Linked DNA regions of Mus musculus: region 1 is linked to region 2. A link is a contact called in public Hi-C data. All regions are on one chromosome and are shown on one strand. The core of a region is the stretch at or near the end of the contact, and the rest is flanking DNA. Distances in the headings are between cores, read along the strand shown.

Evidence for each region. A called contact is a pair of places that touch in the nucleus more often than the background predicts.
Region 1: a contact with region 2 is called in a Hi-C map of forebrain, with 1.7 times the contacts expected there. The contact joins the enhancer-like site here to the promoter of 2900052N01Rik in region 2. A contact is called at or near these places in 2 of 484 Hi-C or Micro-C datasets (forebrain and nephron progenitors) and 3 of 115 datasets of contacts at active chromatin or transcription factors (astrocytes and embryonic stem cells).

Annotation. Positions count from the first base shown.
Region 1 is chr9:46,963,640-46,969,396 of GRCm38.p6, reverse strand. No RefSeq gene overlaps it. Among named protein-coding and RNA genes, the nearest start is that of Gm39331, 11 kb to the right of the region's middle. Within about 2 kb of position 3,141, at least 23 of the 459 cell types and tissues checked have an H3K27ac peak or open chromatin away from gene starts, as enhancers often do. A contact at or near this core is called in forebrain, where this site is marked.
Region 2 is chr9:46,911,235-46,916,682 of GRCm38.p6, reverse strand. It overlaps 2900052N01Rik (RIKEN cDNA 2900052N01 gene), which reads right to left and starts at 3,080. Exons shown (of 4, transcript NR_015605.1): 1 at 2,937-3,080.

The DNA.
Region 1 (5,757 bases), core at 1,892-4,391, 53 kb before region 2:
GAGGGAGGCAGGGAGAAGGGGAGAGAGGCAGGGGGAGAAAGACAAAGTGAGAGAAGGAAAAAAATCCCACGCAGCATAGCCAAGCCAGTGGCCCAGAATCTCTCCCACTTCTACGGAATCAGAAACACTTATTAATAGCCTGCAAAAGGCAAAGAGGAAGTGTCTCATTGTCTGCTGCTGTCATTCCTCACTCTGACGAGCACTTAAAATGTCAAGACCCCTTTCAGCAGCTATGCACAAAGCAATCAGGCCCTCTCATCGGTCACTGGGATTTTGCAGCCACTGCAGCTCGGTCCCCATGACTCCTCTCCACTCCGTGTTTGGAGACAAGGCATGCTCAGGCACACAAAACAACCTATGTCTTTGGAAGGAATGTGCTGAAGGGGCCATGGAAGCAGGGGAGGGATGGGGCAATGGCTGGGGTGGGGATGTCACAGACAAGGTCATTGCACAGGAATGGTTGATGGCTTGAGAGCCTGGGCGTTCCGTAAGCTGCAAGCTAAAGGCTTACCTTGAACTAGAAGGTGGGAGCTGTCAGCTACCAGGGAAGGAGATTCCATGTGTAACTTTTAGACAACAAAGGATTGCTTTCTGGAGGTAGGCGTTCTAGTTGATCATTGTCTCTTGAGAGCAAAATAAAGCAGACTGGCCTGGAACTGCAGCAGGTGGGATTTGGGTGGGAAAGAAGGAAGGACCTCCTGGTGGATAGAAATAGCTGCGAAGCTGAGTTGAACTGGGAGGGGAAAAAAATCACTTTCTTTGGGGATATTCTTCTCTTTTTATGTTACCTGCCACCTAATGGTTGAGTGACATCCTGGAAGAGGGACGTGTGAAGGGTCCAGAGTGGAGAATGGCTAGGACTTGAAGCTTTCTCCCGCACGTGGCATCTCTTACTGGGAGAGCTTTCTTCATACAGCCAAAGGAAACAAATATCACAAGTTGGAGCCTAAACCAAGCAAAATGCAATGCCTTGGGGCTCTGGAATTTTTATGTCTGAGCCCAGGGTGATTCTTTCTAAGCACGGGGAAGAGACGCGTGCATCATTCCTCTCCTAAGCTGCCACTGATTTTCTAGCATCCGTTGACTTTGGCTTGAGCTGCCTGCATTGCCACATGACCTTCATCTTCTGGTACTTTCTGATACTATCTCTGTGTTCAACACTGCCCGCTCTTCCCCCCCCTCCCCCCCCCCCCGGCCTCCCTGAACACACACACTTTTTGGCAGTGTTGAAGAATGAACTCAGGACCTTGTATGTGTTAAGTAAGTGATGCAATTATCAAGAGATGACCCAGGAAACCTAGGAGTCCCTGTGGTCCTGGCCACACCAAGTCGCACCCTTCTGACTTGTTTCTCAAGTACAAAGCTTTTCTGTAGTGCCCAATTTTGTTCCTTGAAACCACTGCAGTGACACACCGAGATGCTACAATTCAAAGGAGCCCATGACCACTGTAAAGTACCGGAAAGCCACCAAACTTCCTGATCTTCAGGAACGTTCTCTGAAAGCACACACCTGCCACTCCACTGCAGGCTTCCCAAATGACTGTCGGATTTTGCCCACCTCTGCAGAGAGAGATGGCAACGTCCACCTGCTTTGCCTTCTGCTGACCTGACTTTGACCCAGGGCATCTGGTTCATGTTCAAAGATAAATTAGCCTGTTGTTCAACATTTTCCATAATGTCCATCCAATTCAATTAGTTAATAGAATTATGAAATGTCAGGCTGGATGGGTAGAGATAACTCAATGTAACCCATCATTTTTAAAAAATAAGGAAGCCATGCTGAGAAAGGAAAAGCACACAGTAATTCTCTGTGCAGATGCTCTTGGGTTTGGAGGCTCTGGGCTCAGAGGTCTTGGCTAGAAAAGCTTTAATTCATTGAATGCCTGCTGTAGTGGGAGCCCTGTGGTGGTTTGAATGAGAATGGCCCCACAGGCCCCTAGATTTTATTCCCAGCTGGTGGGTTGTTTAGGAAGGATTAGGAGGCATGGCCTTGTTGGAGGAGGTATGTCACTTGGGATAGGCTCTGAGGTTTCAAAAGCTCCCCCCCACACCCCGAGTGCGCCCCCCCCCCCCCGCCTCCTGTCTTTGGATCCAAATATAAGCTCTCAGCTACTTCTCCAATATCATGCCTATCTTCCTGATGCCATGCTCCCAGCCATGATGATCATGCACTAGCCCTCTGAAACTGTAGGCACGGTCCCAACTTAATGCTTTCTCCTCTAAGCTGCCTTGGCCATAGTGTCTCTTCACAGCAATAGAATAGTAACGAAGACAGGCCCTCTCCATAAGGTACTCACAATCTAGGAAGAAGAGTGTTGGGCAGAGTCTGGAAAGACCATCTTATCTTAAAGGAGCTAACTGCCTGGGGAGAGAAGCCAGGGAGCATTGATGGTCATTACCCAAAGTGGGAAATGTCAGCATGACCCCTCTCTAATCTATGTCACCCTGAACCTAAAGCTGGGTGATAGTGCAGCTTGGACTAGAAAAAAATACCAAGGTAAACCATGGCTTCAGGCTCCGTTTACCCTGCCTTTGTACAATCCCAAAGCCTGTGAGCAAGGCTCACCTCGGCCCGACTTTACCCAGCCTTCCAACCCTTTCAGGGTAAACTCTGCTTCTTTCAGCTTCCTCCTCACTCACCCAACACAAATCAGACAGGGGGCTAAAAGGAGGTAGGTTAGATTGCATGAAGCCCAAGGCATCCTGGGCTGGGCTCTATTTCCCGAGGTTTCCTCCCTCTATCCCATTACCCTCAGCCTGGGCTGGTGGGCTCAGCTGTCATGAAATGAGTATCACCCATCTCTGTATGGGCTTATTCCCATTAATCCTGACAGTCCAACTCTAAGCTGGACCAGGAGCTCATACGAAGGGTAAGCAGGAAGGGAGACTCTCGGCAGAGCTCTGTAGTTTGCCAGAAGCCTTCTGATCTAGAGTTACCCTCCAGAGGCACCTAGATTTCTGGAGGGTGGAAGTGTAAGGGTCAGAATACCCTTCGAGGTTCCCCTCAGAATGTAGAGGGAGTGGAGATCTCACCCCATGAGCTAAGAGGAAAAGAAGCCTGGGGTGGATAGGATGAGGTTTGGGCTTCAGGAAGGGGTGTCATGGAGATGGGGATTTAAAAATAAACAGGAGCTAGCAGTCTCTTTAGCCATAACCATGGTAACGGACACCGCTGGAATCATAGCCTGCACAGGGACCATTCCCGAGGCTCCAGAAATGTATGCGGGGTTACATCATTTTCCACTCCTCTTTGTTGGTGTCACTATTGTTGTTTTAAATTCTCCAGGGCTGTGAACACAGCAAACTCAAACACAGGGAACACCATGCAAATGAGTCCCTACATCCTCAGCCTCAAACCCAAGCCTCTTTGCTCGAGCTCCCTCTGAACACGTGCCCTGGAACCGCAGATGCACACTGGGCAATGGGCACCCACACCAACAAAGACACGCCCTGGGATGCCCAAATGTTCACACAAACAGAAACACACATGCAAATGTGTGTTTGTCTATACTCACGCACACATATACTGAAAGATACCTGCTCTTGTAGAAAGCAATAAGTCAAAGACTTGAACTTGGTGTATCGGTGCAGGCCCCATACATGTTTTTGTGATTGCACATGTTCACAGTTCCATCTGATAGCTAACACACGGGCACACTTGCACACAGCAAGTCTCTGGCTGTAGGTTTCATGGAGGTCTGCACACCTGATAGCACACACAGCCTTGGGAGCACACATGTGGTTGGCCTATGTCTTGATACTCTACCTGCTTAAGTATACACGTAACTGATGTCAGCATCTGCTCTCTCCAGGGTATGCAGTTGTCATGAGCAGATGCATGCTCACTGGAATCTCATTGTCTGTAGAGTCATTGTTTCAACTCAGCAAAGGCACATTGTCTAGAGGTACACTTTCCCTGATGTATACACACACATATATACACACACACACTCACAAATAAACACTGTCACACATACACACTCACACACACACTCTCTCAAACATACACACTCACACATACACACACAAATACACATAATCACACACACACATTCACACACTCTCACATACACACACACTCACAAATAAACACTGTCACACATACACACTCACACATACACACTCACACACACACTCTCAAACATACACACTCACACATACACACACAAATACACACAATCACACATACACACAAATACACACAATCACACATACGCACATTCACACACTCTCACATACACACACACTAACAAAAACATACACATGCTCATATACGTACTCTCTTACACGTACACATACTCTCTCTCACATACACACACATACACACACACTCACAAATACACACTGTCATGCATGCATACATACACACTCTCGCATACATATACACACAAATAGACGCTAACAAAAACATATACACTCTCATATACATACTCTCTCTCACACACATACACACACACAGTCACACAGTCACATATATGCACACACACTCACAAATACACAGTCACACATACACACTCACACACTCACAAACATGCACATTAACACACTCTCACATACACACACACACACACACACACATACACACACACTAACAAAAACATACACACTCTCATATACGAACTCTCTCTCACATGTACACACACATGCACATACTCTCACATACACACACTCACACACATACATAACACAAACACTAACAACAACATACATACATATATATTCTCTCTCTCCTCTCTCTCTCTCTCTCTCTCTCAACACACACACACACACACACACACACACACACACTCACACACACACACTAGCTCTCAGCACCAACTCCATTCAAGCACCCTAAGTCAAAGACTTTTCCACATCTCACACAAAACAGGGAGAAGGAAAATTGGCTCAGTCTGGAGGCCTTGGGTTCCTCAGCAGGCAACGTGGAGCAGAAATGGACTCCTAGAGCCAGTGGGTTTTTAAAAAATTGCATGAGACTCCCAAGGAGGCAGGAAAATCAAACCCTCGTCATTGAAAATCCCTACACAGCAGAAGCAGAAATCAACAGAGCTCCAAGAAAAGGCTGCCGCTCCCCCACTTCACCCTCCCTCCCCAGAAGAGAAGACAAACAGAAAACAAATCAAAAAACAAATCTAGATTGAAAGGAGCAATTGTCGAATGAATAGCTCTGGGCTTTCCTCTCACCCCGGGACACATGTTCCCTGACCGCAGGACAAGAATGAGAAGAGATTCCTGCAGGCAGTGGGCAGAGGGACAGCCTGCATCAGGCTAATATTTGATGGCTTCTTGTTCCCAGGGAATGAGGTGAAAAAAAAAAAATCACAGAATTTAGAGGGAAGCAAACTTATTTGGAACCGAGGTCCCTGATTCAGGAAGTATTTGACCTTGAACAAGGTCCTTGACCTCAAGGACAAGGTCCTGAACCTCAATTTGCTTACCTGATAACCAGGGAGAACTGCAAGGGGCCATGCATTCGAGTCTGACTCTACAGACAGAATGGGATGTGATAATCAAGCACTGCCAAGTTCTACTCCACATCTGGCAAAAGGCCAAAGGAAAGGGTTCTGGATCCTGGAACATGGGGAGACTTTGGGCTTTGGTTACAGTTGCAAATGTTCAGAATACTACCCAAGTGAGTCTAGATACCATACTATCCCCTTCCACTGCCTGAAGGTGGGTGGTCTCTTCCAAAAGACCAAGCTCCTTCCTCGTTACATTGAAGGCATTCTCTCTCCTTTTCCCTCCTTCCATATAAAT
Region 2 (5,448 bases), core at 1,831-4,330:
TTCAGACAACCGTCTTCATGGACTTAGACCAACCCACTGTTGGAGAAATTACTGGGAGGTCTTTTCACAGTTTGATGTTGGTGTTTCTCTGACCTGTCCCTGAGTAAACCGGGTTACAGAAGAGGATGGCATCTTCCCAGGCATCCGTCAGAGTCTGGTCTTTGGTATGTCTTAGCTCTGACTTTGAATGTCTTACCTTGGAAGGCAAGTTTTCACCCTTGTCTGACCCTTGAGAGGCAATCCCCACCCCTACATCACCAGCTAAATACAGCTCAGAAACCGAGGTTTCCACGAGCTTCCATGTTGGTGCTCTGTGCCTCGACTGCTGCTGAGCATCTCTGCACAGCACTGTCTGCTCTGTCCGGAGGAGATGGTTACAAGGCAGGGCTGAGAGTTCTGGCCTTTGTGGAGCATTTGCCTCTTTAAGAATCTGTAAGAGGCATGGACCTCGATTCTGTGAGTCTTTCTAGTGACTATCAAGTATGAGCCTATCGGAGCCCTGAATAGCAGTCATCTTGTTCATCATTGATCCTACCTGATCCCTCAGATCAGATTGTTTTGAGTCTTAGCCTGGCTCTTTACCCTCACACCGGCTCCATAGAACACCTTAGATCCATGTCTACACTGCTTGAGACATACCTATGACTAAACCTGGATCTCCCTCCCCCACCCCCCACCCAAAGCCTAGACTTTCACACTCTGCTCCTCTCTCCCAGCAAAGGGAAGGTTATGGGATGCCTCCCACCATACACAGATGAAGCGAAGGGGTTGACAAGTCAACCCTATGATCTTTAAGTTCCTCTATAGCCCTAAAGCTGATGTCTTCATGTGTCCATTGGCTTGTATGCTCTAACTCTGGGCCAGTGGTCAGCTTTTCTCATTGATATGCTCTTCTGTATGCTTTGTAGGGAAGGCTGGGCAGACAGAATTGGTGGCAGAACATCCTAGGGGCCAGTCTGTGATGGAGAGGCCAGAGGCCAACAGAGAGAGAACTCAGATGCACGCTGAGTTAGGGGAATCCAGAACACCATCTCCACAGCTCGGCTCCAATTTTCCAGACCTTTCTGGGGGAAGGCTCTCCTTTCCTTCCTGCCAATTTCTCTCCTCCCTACCTGGCACCAGAGGCCCTAGCCTCCAAGTCACAATTCTGAAAACTCCGTGAGGATGCTAATTGCTGTACTGACCTCCCTTCAGATAACAAGGGAATTGCTTTCCCTAATTAGCCCTGCCTCTGCTAGACCAGCAAAGCCAAATGTTTATCATGGGATGAATGCACTTACTATAAATTTTGACATATGCTGTGGAAAGATGTTAGATAAATAAGACTTCAGAGGCATAGGTTGTTTAAATAATGAATACCTGCTGCTTTAGGTGATGAAGGTGGAGGGGTGGTGAGGGAGACAAGAAGCTAAGGACCCTGAAACAGTGCTCTGAGCTTGGGAACAGACTCAGCTGTCAGAAGAGTAGTAGAGGAAGGCGGTATTAGTATCAGGAGGAAGGCTCACGGCAAAGAGAGAAAGTAGGCTGGTGCCATATCTCATCCATGACTCTCTGAAGAAACACCTGCACCCCCCCCCGCACCCGCACCCCCCCCCCACCCCCTTTCCTCCTCTCTCTCCCAGCTGCAGTCCCCTGGGAAGCAGTGACATGCTTTCCAAAATGCAATTCAAGGAAAGAAATAACAGAAGAAAATCTCTCTCTCTCTCTCTCTCTCTCTCTCTCTCTCTCTCTCTCTCTCTCTCTCACACACACACACACACACACACACACACATACACACACAGAAGCATGCATACATACATTCACATAGTGGTTCTAAAGCTGTCTGGACAGAGCTTGAGTTTATTGTGCTGGTCTTATTTCTTCTCTGGGAGAGAGGTGACTCCATGGGGGACTGACCTCATACCTTGACTTCCAGGGATGGTCAAGAAGTGAGGAGAAAATCTTCCATCCAGCCCTGGAGTTCAAGCCCAGGCAGGCTCTGAGGTATTAAGGTGGGACAAGGATTGCTTGTAGTCCCACCCATTCCTTGCAGGAATCAACCAGGCAGGGCAGGCCAGGCTCACTCATGGATTAGCCAATCTCTCTACCCTATCTTTGGGGCTCAGATCTCACAGACTGCCATTTCTCCCAGTTCCCCGGATTCATCTGATCAAGTAAACAGGTGCCCCTTTATTCTCCGTGTACAGGCTCTGTGAGCAGGCCTACATAGATATGACAGAAGCAGGGGACTTCCCAGTACCTACACAGCCTGGGAGCCTGTGCAGACCACACTTGCTTCAGACCCAGGGCCCAGGCTGGGATTGCTGCTCATCAAAGCTCTCCTCCACAAACTTGGAGCTCAAGGACCCACCAGTCAGGCCAGGTCAGGCCAGGCTATACTTAAGCCCGAAACAAATAGGCCAAGGGGAATTTCTGTGCCTACAAGTATCTCATAAGCTCAGCAGAAGCTTCTTTTACCCCTAAGCCTTTCAAGGACCCGGGCTTCACAATTCATCCCAAGGGAGAAGCGACGGTTGGAACTGTTGTATGCTTGGGCCTGGAAATGACGCTATAAGTGATCACAGCTCACTGCTCCGACCTGGTCATGGGACTTCACCCTAGAGTAAGGGGTCAATGTGAACCTTTGCTCCCTCCCTTTCACATGCCTGCACAGCATGGAGGGACCCAAAGGGCATCAGATCCAGACAGTGTGGAGAAACTGAGACCAGCAGAAGGTTTGTTCCCAGCCTGGTTGCAGGAAACAATCCCTCCCCCACCCACCCCACCCCACCCCACCCCTCCCCTCCCCCATGCCCAAGCTCTTGTGGAGCACAGTACCAAGCCTCAGACCCTCTTCCCTCAGCAGTTTCTTTCTGCCTAGTGACCTCATTGTCACTATCTCTTGCCTCTCATCTGAGAGGCATCCAAATGTCACCTCTTCTTTAGCTCCTCACCTCCATGGAGCCTCCTTCCTTTTGTCTCCCTCCCTGGCTGGCTCCTTGACCGGGAAGGGCTCTTTCTTTCTCCTCCTCTGACCTTTTCTGCTTCTCCATAGGACAAAGCTTCAGCCTGGCATGCTCCTGAAGAGAACTGGCTCTAGAAGTTCCTGTAATTGCTGTGTCCTTATTACTAGACTGTGAGGCCCCTGCTGGCCAGGACGGTCCTCCCCAGCACCCCAGCACCACTCACTTGCTGCAGATGGGCTGCTAACGAGGTGACCAATTAACAAGTGCTAAAGAACCCCCCAAAGGGTGCTTTCCACCCTGGCCTGGTTCCCAGGCCCCTTTGTTCCTCCTTGAGAATCTGTCCTCTGTGACAAGGCCACAATGCAGAGTGTTCCCAAGCCTGACCCTGTGAGAAACTGACCTACGTAAGCCCCAGTCACAAGATCCCAATTCCTCTGCATCAGGGGCCCTGGGAGCCAAAGGGATTCCTGCATCTCAAGGGTACTGACAACACCTCCCCATGCTGCTGGCTGTGTACCATGTGTTATGTAATCCCCAGGAAAACTTTCATTTGAACCTTTTTTTTTTTTAACAACTTTGGCTGAAAAAATTCAGGTGTGTCCCGTGCTGCAAGGCACAGGCATTTTTGATCTTAACACCCCTCACCCCTACCTTAAGGTCTCAAGAGACCAGTACCCCAGGCTCTGGAGCACCCTCTTGGGAAGTGTTCAAACTCCTTCCGTTCTGGTGCCTCTAATCTGATCCAGTTGGCCGTGCTGGGGAAGATGGGAACCCTGAGCCTCACAAGAACCTCATCCCAATTTCTCACCTCTCTCTCTCCCCCCCCTCTCTCTCTCTGTCCCTGTCTCTCTCTCTCTCTGTCCCTGTCTCTCTGTCTCTCTGTCTCTCTGCCTCTCTCTCTCTCTTACACCCCTATATCCCTCCCCCATCCCTCTCCCTCTCCTTTCCCTTCCCCCTCTTTTCCTTCCCCTCCCCCTCCCTCTTCACCCCCTCCCTCCACATATACACAGTTATACAAGGCTAGGCCAGAAACTTCAATAAAGCACACCTGTGTGGCCTCTTCTAGGAGTGGGGTTTGGAGAGCAGGATGGTGCTTCCCACACTGTGTCTGAGTAACTCAAGCTGTCTGTGCAGATGTCTCACCTTTAGGTACAGCTCGAGCCAGGAGTTCAGAAGGAATTCTTAAGAAAGCGCCTCCTCCTTCGTCACTCCTTTTATAAACTGTGGTATAATGTAATCAGTGAAATGAAAAGCTCTTCAGTATGCAGTGTAATGAACTCCACATGAACCTATCACCACCAGATGTACAGTCTACAGCCCTTAAGACACCCTCTGGAGCTGAGCGAGGTGGCACACACCTTTAATCCCAGCAGTCTGAGGCAGGTGGATCTCTTTGTTGGAAGTCAGCCTGGTCTACTTTCAGGACACTCAGGGATTATACAGAGAAACCTCGTCTCAAAAAAAGAAAAAAAATCAAAACAAACAAAAGAACACCACTGCAAGCAAATATCCTCCAACTCCCCTGTAGATAATAAACCACTGTGCTGACCTCCGTCACCATAGGTCAGCCTTCCCCATCTTGACTTCCCATCAGTGGAATGATGTTCTCACATAGCCATCTCAACAGCCAAGACCATAACTGTGGAGTCTACACTCACTGTGTATAACAGGATCTTGTCCTTATGCTGAGGTCTAGTGTTCTATTATTACATGAATGTAGCTCAGGTCCATGCTGACGAACACATAGACCATGCCCTGTGTTGGCCACTATGAACAAAGTGGTCTTAAATCATCATTAAGTGGGCATGTATAGCCCAGACTTGAGATATTGGAAAATGTAGTTTGTGTATGCTTAGTATCAGTGTAGCTGGAAAGAGATTCTTAGGGCTGGAATGTGCATGGTTGAGAGCACTAGCTGCTGTTAGGAAAGACCCAGGTTCAGCTCCTAGCACTCATATGATGGCTCACAACTGTCAGTAGCTCTAGTACCAGAGGGATCTGACACCCTCTACTTCCTACTGTGGGCACTTAATTCCTGAGGTGCTGAGACATATACGCAGGCAAAAGAGTTACATAAATAAAATAAAATAATAAATAATATTTTTTCAAAAGGAATTTTTAAAAGTACTTATCTCAGGGTATTCCTTACTAATATTTATATTAGTCTGACAATTATAGTTTTAAAAATATCCTGTTTCTCTCTCTCTCTCTCTTTCTCTCTCTCTCTCTCTCTGTGTGTGTGTGTGTGTGTGTATAAGTGAGTGCAGTACCAGTGGACTCCACAGGAAGGCACTGGATTCCCTGGCGCTATATTTGCAGGCAGTATCATGCTCGCTGATGTGGATGCTGGGAACTGAACTCTGGTCCCCTGCTAGAGCAGCAAGCACTCCTAACCACCTAGCCCTCTCTCTGGCTCTCTGCATACTATCAATCTTTTTCTGATAGAAGAATTGCAACTGTCTTTCCCCTGTGGTGCCCTTTGATTGGCTAAGGATTTGTC